Regions from separate parts of the Salmo salar genome. Here region 2 is linked to region 1. The links are chromatin contacts, called in public Hi-C maps. All regions are on one chromosome and are shown on one strand. Each heading gives the region's core, a stretch centred on a gene start, on an enhancer-like site or on the middle of the called end of the contact. The rest is flanking DNA. Distances are from core to core; before and after follow the strand shown. Region 1 holds the start of LOC106611477. Region 2 holds the start of arg2 (arginase 2).

Evidence for each region. A called contact is a pair of places that touch in the nucleus more often than the background predicts.
Region 2: a contact with region 1 is called in a Hi-C map of blood, with 7 times the contacts expected there. The contact joins the promoter of arg2 here to the promoter of LOC106611477 in region 1. A contact is called at or near these places in 2 of 3 Hi-C or Micro-C datasets (blood and gill).

What each region holds. Positions count from the first base shown.
Region 1 is chrssa09:47,450,489-47,455,055 of Ssal_v3.1, reverse strand. It overlaps LOC106611477, which reads left to right and starts at 2,086. Exons shown (of 3, transcript XM_045723748.1): 1 at 2,086-4,567. The coding sequence starts at 2,740.
Region 2 is chrssa09:47,661,604-47,666,170 of Ssal_v3.1, reverse strand. arg2 (arginase 2) reads left to right here and starts at 2,280. Exons shown (of 8, transcript XM_014211724.2): 1 at 2,280-2,539; 2 at 2,650-2,722. The coding sequence starts at 2,429. It overlaps LOC106611484 (RNA-binding protein 25), which reads right to left and starts at 911. Exons shown (of 18, transcript XM_045723754.1): 1 at 761-911; 2 at 285-396. The coding sequence starts at 378.

The DNA of each region.
Region 1 (4,567 bases), core at 837-3,336:
ATGAAGGAGTCCAGGTGATTCCAATGAGCGCAGATGCGCGTAATGATGGTGACAGGTGTGCGTAAGGAAGGTCAGCCAATCGAGCTCCAGAGAGGGGAAGCGGGAGCAGGCGAGACAACTGCTCTCAAATGTTGTGCACAAATTTGTTTACATCCTTGTTAGTGAGAATTTTATCCTTTGTCAAGATAATCCATCCATCTGACAGGTGTGGCATATCAAGAAGCTGATTAAACAGCATGATCATTACCCAGGTGCACCTTGTGCTGGAGACAATAAAAGGCCATTTTAAAATGTGCAGTTTTGTCACACAACACAATGCCACAAATGTCTCAAGTTTGAGGGAGCGTGCAATGGCATGCTGACTAGAGGAATGTCCACCTGAGCTGTTGCCAGAGATTTTAATATTAATTTCTCGACCATAATCCATCTCCAATGTCGTTTTAGAGAATTTGGAAGTGCGGGGGGACAATAAAATTAGTATTTCCGTCTGCTATAAAGCCCCTTTTGTGGAGAAAAACTCATTCTGATTGGCTGGGCCTGGCTCCCAAGTGGGTGGGCCTATACCCACCCATGGCTGTGTCCTGCCCAGTCATGTGAAATCCATAGATAATGAATTTATTTCAATTGACTGATTATCTTATATGAACTGTTAACACAGCAAAATCTTTGAAATTGTTGCATTTATATTTTTGTTCGGTATAGTTGCCTACCCCTAGCTGTTCTCTATCTATCTAGCCACAACCAAATTGCATGGCGAGAGAATGACGATATTTGCTATCCGTAGCAAAATGCAAATATTATTTTGTTATGTATTTGTTTTATTATGAACAATAGAGCAAATACAAAATCATAAATATACAAACAAGAGTACATAAACCTAACAGACAGGGGGGTATTACATATCCAGATACATTTTCAATTTGTCAAAAGGTTTTAGGGTATGTAAATGCTTTTGTGTTTTTACTCAAAATAATATTTCAATTCTATCTTAAACAATGTGAAGAGGGGATTGTTCTCCGCCCACTTCATTTTATGGATAAAGAATCTTCCATGAAAAATAAACAAATTAACAATGAAAGTTAAATCAGGGTCCATATAATTTGGATCAAAATTAAACATAATATCAGTCTTTCAAATTAACATTAATAATAGTTTATTTAAAAATAAAATCTAACTCACTCCAAAATCTTCTGACATAAGAACAGTCCCCAAAAAATCTAATCAAATCACATTTTATTGGTCACATACACATATTTAGCAAATGCTATTGCGTGTGTAGCGAAATGCTTCAGTCTCTGGGTCACAACCACAAAATACACATTTGTTAGCTATTTTGAATCTGTGTACAATAAAGGTCTTTAGAGGATAGATTCTATGAATGAGTTTGTATGATTCTTCTTTCACCTTATTAGATATACAATACTTGCCAGACAACAACAAGATTTTGTTCCAGTTCACTTGTCCTAGGGCCGCATCATTGACGTCACCAGACCCGGGCTTTCGGGCTTCTTCCCGGCCTCATGTTTGGAGGATTCATTGCAGTGTGTAATGCAGTGTAGCCTAGCAATGAATCCTCCAAACATGAGGCCCACACAAGCCAGAGGAAGTAGTCCTTGCTAAACATTACCTCTCAAAAAAACAAAAGATGACACTTCCTGACATGCCCTCTGTGTATAAATTGTTAGTCCCTCAGATGTTCCCATCACTGAAGGGAATCATACAGGCCTCGCTGACCATCCCAGTTAGCAGCTGTGAGAGATCTTTCAGTGCATTAATACGTCTACATACCTGGTTTAGGAGCCCAATGACCCGACATAGAATGCATCATGACAATTGACAAAGATACTAACACGCTCGGGAAAGAGTGAATAATTAATTAAAGAACAAAGAAAACTTGAGTTACTCTTTGCCAAATAATTTGTTCTAATACCAGATTTGAATTGACGCGACTCGACATTATGAACACTAAAGCTGCTTCTTTCTCCAATAGAAATTCCGGATCATACTCGTAGGCGACGTCATGGCAACGTCGGCTAGCTAATGCGTAGAATCACGTCATCGCGTCGAACCAACGTCTCGCGTCGAACTGCGCATGTGCAGGCCGCCAAAAATCAACGGCACGCCTTCGATTATAAAGCCGTTTTTCTTTGTTGTCGAAAATCAAAACGTGTTAGTTTGTAATTCTCACGAATCTTGGAGCGATACCAAATTCAACTACTTTAAGACATTGGCTCGAATTTTGTTTGTGCCTTCAGGTTTCGAGGAAAGGAACAAACTAAGAAATAATTGTTAACTTCTCAAACCAAAGGCCCGGAAACTCTGTGCGTAAATGTTACATTCTGGCGCATACCGCTTTTTACTAGCTAGCTGACGGATGTTTTCAGACATATTTTTCAAAAGATATGGGAAGTCTTTTTTTTGTCTTGAATTTCATTCAAACGTAATGGAGGCCAAGGGATTTGCAGTAGTTCACCACCAGTAAAGGTACAGCGTTAACTAGCCTTTCAGGTTAGTACAACTAACTAGTTAGCGCAGCTGCAAACCGTAGTAGCCTAACCTAGCTTGTTAGCTAGCGAAAGAACATGTGACTAGGTAGATAGCAAATGTTCGCTGGATCTCCAAATACGATCTAGGCGTTTGCAGCCACTTAGCTAACTTATATTGGGCAAATGATAATAGCTAGTTATCAAGTTAGCTTGCTCACATCAGTTTTATGGTCCATGTTTTAATTGATGCAAAATGGACGTTAAGCAAGAGGAAAATGAGCGGGAGCTATCCCAAACAATAATTTGGTCTGATTCGATTAATGCCTGGATAGATTACCCAAGTTCTCTATTGTCAAAAAACACAGAAACAGGTTCCCATGTGGGTTTACTGAAAGAGCGTACATGTGTACCTACCGTAAGTCCCCAAACAACAAGTCGAGGGCAGATTTTACGTATTTTTCCTGAAATGACCGGAGCAAGTGATGGGGAGAACAGGGGTGTCAAAATTGTTTATTTCTGCAAAGACCAAGATACCATCAGCACATCTGAAAGGCATTCGATCAAAGAGGAGTCAGGACATGTATCAACCCTCAGTGATTCTTTTGAAGCTCAAATCAACCCAAAGTCACAGGGTTTTAGCCGAAAACAGACCCGGACCAATAATGAATTGCCTGTAGACAATGTTAATATCCAAGGCCATAGTACTGCCATTACTTCTGTGCTGACCTCACCTGCTATAGAAAGTGGCTATAATTTATCTGTATCTAATATTATTCCAGAATATTGTGAGCCATTGAACTTTCCCTCAGATGAAGAAGAAGACTACAATACCAATTTAAGACGAAGATTGCAATGCCAAAAAACGGTTGAGGATAAATATCTATGGCAGTGCCGTGGCTGTTACTCAAAACCTAACCCCAAAAGATTTGGGAAATATTTGAAAGATCCATATGCTAAGTGCAAGGAAATAGGAATAGATTTCCATGTTAGATCTGGAGCGAGACAGAAACTTGATTTGCATTTACTGACAATTGGTGTAATGATCGAAGTGTCTGAATATGTTAAAAACATTAATAGATCTAACAAGCATGTTATCTTTGATATTCTAGATTACAACTTTGATCTTGGTGTGCAAAATGAAGTACGAGGTTACTTTTCAAACAAGATAGAAAGAAAATTAAATGACATGCTGAAGATGTATACCAAGAGGAGAAATCCTGAGTGGTTAAAAGAAGTGTTTGAACTTCCTGATTCAAAGACAATGAACGCATGGGGAAAATCTCGGTTTGCACGGTCCAATTTGAATAACAGCGTGTCAGAAAATCCTACACCTTTTGACATCTGCATAAAGGAGAAGCCTGTTGTGGACCTGATAGCTCCTCTGCATGTGACGACTGAGAACCTCTCTACTCAGACAGATGTAACACGATGTGCTGAGACAGCAATCCTTGACCCTGAAAATGGACCTAATGATATCTGCACAAGGGATAAGTCAGATCTGGGCGTCATCCATCATGTCAAGACGGAGACTGTCAGCACTCAGACAGACATGACAATGGACCAATCCTTCATGATGCCCACAGTAGAAGAAGCATTGAGTGAACTCTACCCAATCTGTAAGGAAAAAGGACTTGACCTTGATGTGAAATCAACATTTGGGAAAAAGGAGAAACTTGACTTGCGTCTATTGACCAGAGAGGTAATGATTGAATTGGCTGATTTTACCTCACAAATGTGTGGAAATTGGAAGCAGATGGTCTGTGATGTTGTTGAGCATAATTTTGATCTGGATTTAAAAAGTGGGAAAACTGACCTGGCTGAAGATATCATTAATAGGTTAAGAGCAGCTTTGCAGCCCAATGTAAATTTAAAATTACATGATCACCGACTGAGATGTGAATTAGAAAAGGAATACTTTTTCTTGAAGAATTCGTGCAAACTCAAGAATGATACAGAGATGTCCAGTAACCAGGTAACTACAGCATCATTTGAGCCGAATGATCAAATGAAAGAAGTGTCGAAAAGGAGGAGATTGGATTTAATGAAAAAGGAAAAAGAAATGGACACGTGCGTAGCCAGGG
Region 2 (4,567 bases), core at 1,031-3,530, 210 kb before region 1:
ATCTCCACTTTAAAACAATCCTTGCTGCTTTGTTCTGTCCAATCTGCAGCCTCCTAATGTCACTTGCTGTTGCATTTTCCCAGACCACAGAACAGTATTATGGTCTGTCCAGACCACTGGCATTGATCTTGCCTTTAAACATTGCAATAGTATATAAACAGAAGATCAGATCAATAAACGTGATCAACATAGCAATAGATCATTAGAAAACTGAAAAAAGGGTTCTGGTAGCAGAGGCCTCTGATAACATCCAGTTTTATCACTCAGACTAAAATATATCTCACCTGCTGGGACTCCCTGGGGGAACCCCGCGAATTGGGGAGGGCAAATCCCGGGGGGTAACTGGGGGAGGCGGTTCAGGTGAGGGGGGTACGACATCTTGGAAGGTGTAGTTACCTGGATTAAATGTAAGAGAAGGACAGGTTCAAGGATTACCATGGCATGAGGGAACCTATGGATACCTTCTGGCCTGCGGAGATAGCAAGCTAGGCTAGCTTAGTTAACAGCTAAACTGGGTGTTTGTTTAGCCTACATGACCTACAATTGACGTTAAACATTACACCAATAAAGTTAAATCTTGTAGGCCAGCTGGCTACCTAGTTAATAGAATAAGCTCTTTCTATTACACACTTCCTATTAGCCATCGTTAGTGAAGCTACTGATGCTACCAAGCAAGCTAAATAGCTAGCTAACTAATGTCGCTAACTTGCTAGCTATTCTAACGTTATAAACTTTTGCTAAAAAAGTGGGACGTACATACCAGAAACTGGGCGATGTATACACACACTGTAACCGTGTATAACCTTAATGAACAATATGTTTTATCTGTCTTCAAGAGCTAACTTGTTAGCTACGTTATGCCGCTAAAAAGTATGTTTTTTCGCAATGCATTATGGGATATGTTTCTTCTTTTTTTTTTTAAGAGCGTTAATATTTTTCAACACTTGAGGTCGACAGAAATGTATATTCTGTAGCAAAAAATAACCCTGTTTATTATAGTAAACTTGGCCTCACACCAGTTTATTTATTTTTTTAAAGAGCGTTAATATTTTTCAACACTTGAGGTCGACAGAAATGTATATTCTGTAGCAAAAATAACCCTCTTTATTATAGAAAACGTCGCCTCACACCAGTTTTTTTTTGTTGCTCAAAAACAGGTAACACAACACAGAATAACAGACACAAACCACTGTATTTTTACCCATGGATGTACCCTTTTGGCAATTGGTGTGCTACTTTCTGTTAAATTCTATTTTTCAATATAACAGCTAGCTTCCCATTTGCAAGCCAATGCCTGTACTAGCCTAGGGGGCTACCGCACAGCATAAGCTCTCCTGATCAAATAACAGAGACACCGGCCCAGCCATCACCATGGAGAACGGCACAAGCACTGTTTGTTTGTTTTTCTAGCTACTTGTGTTTATGTTATTTATTCATTTTATGAACCACTCCAAAAATAAGTTTCCTTGAGGGGGAAAAAATAAGACTTATTCTATTCTAATAATATATTCATTTTTCAAGAAGCCTAGGACCCTGGGCTATACCTATAGCCTACCATCTATTTATAGGGGAAGGCAGAATAGCCACTAGTAAGGCACGTCGTTTATGGTCAGCTGGACCCCATGTTTACTTACATGTAAACATGGGGTGCAGGCTGACATCTGATAGGCTATTTTTTGAACTATTATGGAAGGCAGACATCCAGGTTAAGCAACACATTTGTCAACCACGGTTTGCTGTGTATGTGGAAATGTGGTGCGGCAGGTAGCCTGGTGGTTAGAGCGTTGGGTTAGTAACCGAAAGGTTGAACGGTCGAATCCCCGAGCTGACAAGGTTAAAATCAGTCGTTCTGAACAATGCTGTACAGTCATTGAAAATAAGAATTTGTTCTTAACTGACTTGCCTAGTTAAATAAAGGTTAAAATTATAAAAAAATGTCTGCCCTTAGAAATTGCGGGACAATGGGTGCATTTTGGAAACACAAGACAAGCCTTTGGAACAAACCCATCTATTGGACACATTTCATTGGCTAGTTCGAAGGCGTCATTTACAGTATTGACGCATGTCTTCCTTAATGAGGTAACGGGATTTCTGAATAAGGACACGGAATTAATTATTGTGTTTTCAGATTTAACGCGTGGCATTGGGTGAATTTGTATGTGATATAGGGTTAAAATATTTTCAAACTCTACAAAGGTATTTAGAGACAAATTTCAGTTGATCGTGCTCTTAATCCTGACCGCCATTCATCTCCTCATGAATATTAATGAGATCAGAAGAGCATAAAAGCATCCCCCCTCCGACGTGCGCTCACATCAAAGCGTCGCCATCGTCAGACTGGGATCCTACAAGAAGAGGGTTTGAAATCCACTTTTGAATCTCAGCCTTGGTCGTTATAAATTATTTTTGAAGTCAATACGATTTTAAAATGGCTTTGAGAGGGCCACTGCGTCGTCTTCTACGGACGCAACTCAACAATACCTGTCAGAGCAGAGCTCATTCTGTGGCTGTTATAGGAGCCCCATTTTCAAAAGGACAGGTAAGGGAAAAAAACTCATATCCTATTAGAAACCATTCGTTTTAATATGGTTATTTGATTAGGTTATTTCGTTTACCAGAATTATTGAACTTTGCTGTTATTTCCTTTAGAAAAGGAGAGGGGTGGAACATGGACCCAAAGCCATAAGGGATGCCGGTCTGATCGAGAGGCTTTCAAATCTGGGTAAGTGATGGAACAACTTATTCATGTGTTAAAAACAAACTGCTAAATGTACTGTTGGACCAAAATTATCTTCTAATACTTATTCTAACCCTAAAATAGGTTAATGATTCATGCAAGAGCTGCTTCCCTGAGTCATTCAGTTCTCGGAAGTAAAGCATAGGCTATGTATTACGTCAGTCTTTAACATAAATGTGTATTGTCTTAATATTGTCAAACCAAGAAATCAAAACACAGGTATTGCTCAGACCTTGAATCCTGGCGATCAACACAGATAATAGTTTTTTTTTTAAAAATCTATAAGGATAACATCCTTGTAATTAAAATAACTGTTTTGTTGGGTCACACGTGCGAGAAAGGATGGGCAAATCTGCTCTCGTCACTGTACAGTCAGTTATGCAATCAACCGTTCCCGGGGCCGGCGTGCACAGAGCTTTCTCCGAAAAACAAGTTCTCTCCTCCCCTTGCAGCCTTCTCTTTGTACACTTCTGCCTATCATAGATGAATAGGGGGCCCTATCGCTGCCTTGAATGCTTGAAAGACGATACGATTTTTTTTTGTGTGTGTGTGTAACAGCGAGACTGCAATCACACAGCCGACTCCATGCGCCAGTAACACCCAGACTGTGAGTTCCAATCCAGAGTAAACCACGGGCTTGTTTTTCCCGACCATTGACCAATCTGAGCAAGGAGGCGCATAAATTTCAAATTTCAGACAAGATGCTGCCACTTCTAAACCAATGGATTATGATCTAGTCATACATGACATATTATGTGGTCAGATCCTAATTGTGAGAAGAGAAACCCATCACTATTTGCTAGGCTAGGAATCCTCCATTGAACGGTTATTTATCAGCAAAACAGGCCATGTTTAAAGCGTCGGTTAGTCTAGAAACATTGTTAATGTGGCAGACAACCCATCTGCCTGGGGAGACTATGGACCGGTCTGAACAAAGATACACACTCATTTCGTCAGGCAAAATGGTTACCCTTCTAAACCAGTAGATTATTATCAATTAATAAAAAAATAAAAAATGAGGACTGGGATGTCCCAGAGAGTGGATATTTATCAGACACAAACAATCTCATAATAAAGTTTTTCACTTCAAGTTTAGGTTCAATTCTGGAATGTGCAAGTCATGTCCCTGTAATCTTAGCCTGGCTTGTGTCTCTGAGCACTCAGCTGGAGCGCACTCATGGCAAGACAAGGACGCTTCTTGTCAGTTTCTAGGCAGTTATGCCATCAACGGTTCCTGTGGCCCGGCCGGCGGTGTAATAGGAGAAGCCTATCTTTAGATGCCATTTTTTTCCCCGTTGTCGGATGTGGACAACTGACATACTTTTGGAAAGACATCAAACCCCCCCATAGTCTTTAAGAAACCCGATTAATTTTATGAAGATACTAGTCTTAGGAGATTTTATGGCATTTAAGCCTAAACCCTTTTATCTAGCCTAGTTGTTGGTGTAGTGTTAGGCCTAGTCTGGATGGGCCTCATATAGTCTGGGTGGGCCTCATATAGTCTGGGTGGGCCTCTTATAGTCTGGATGGGTCTCAATTGTAATTTACAGCTCCTTGGTAATGAAATGTTCCATTTTCCTCATCCTACCAACTATCCCGTGTGGCTCAGTTGGTAGAGCATGGTGTTTGCAACACCAGGGTTGTGGGTTCAATTCCCACAGGGGACCAGTACGGGAAAACATTTTTTATGATAATGTATGCATTTACTTCTGTAAGTCGCTCTGGATAAGAGCGTCTGCTAAATGACTAAAATGTAAAATGTATGGCCTATAGTCTAGTCTATAGAGAGCTTTGGACATCTGCTGTGCCCAAGCATGTACTTAAGGTGCT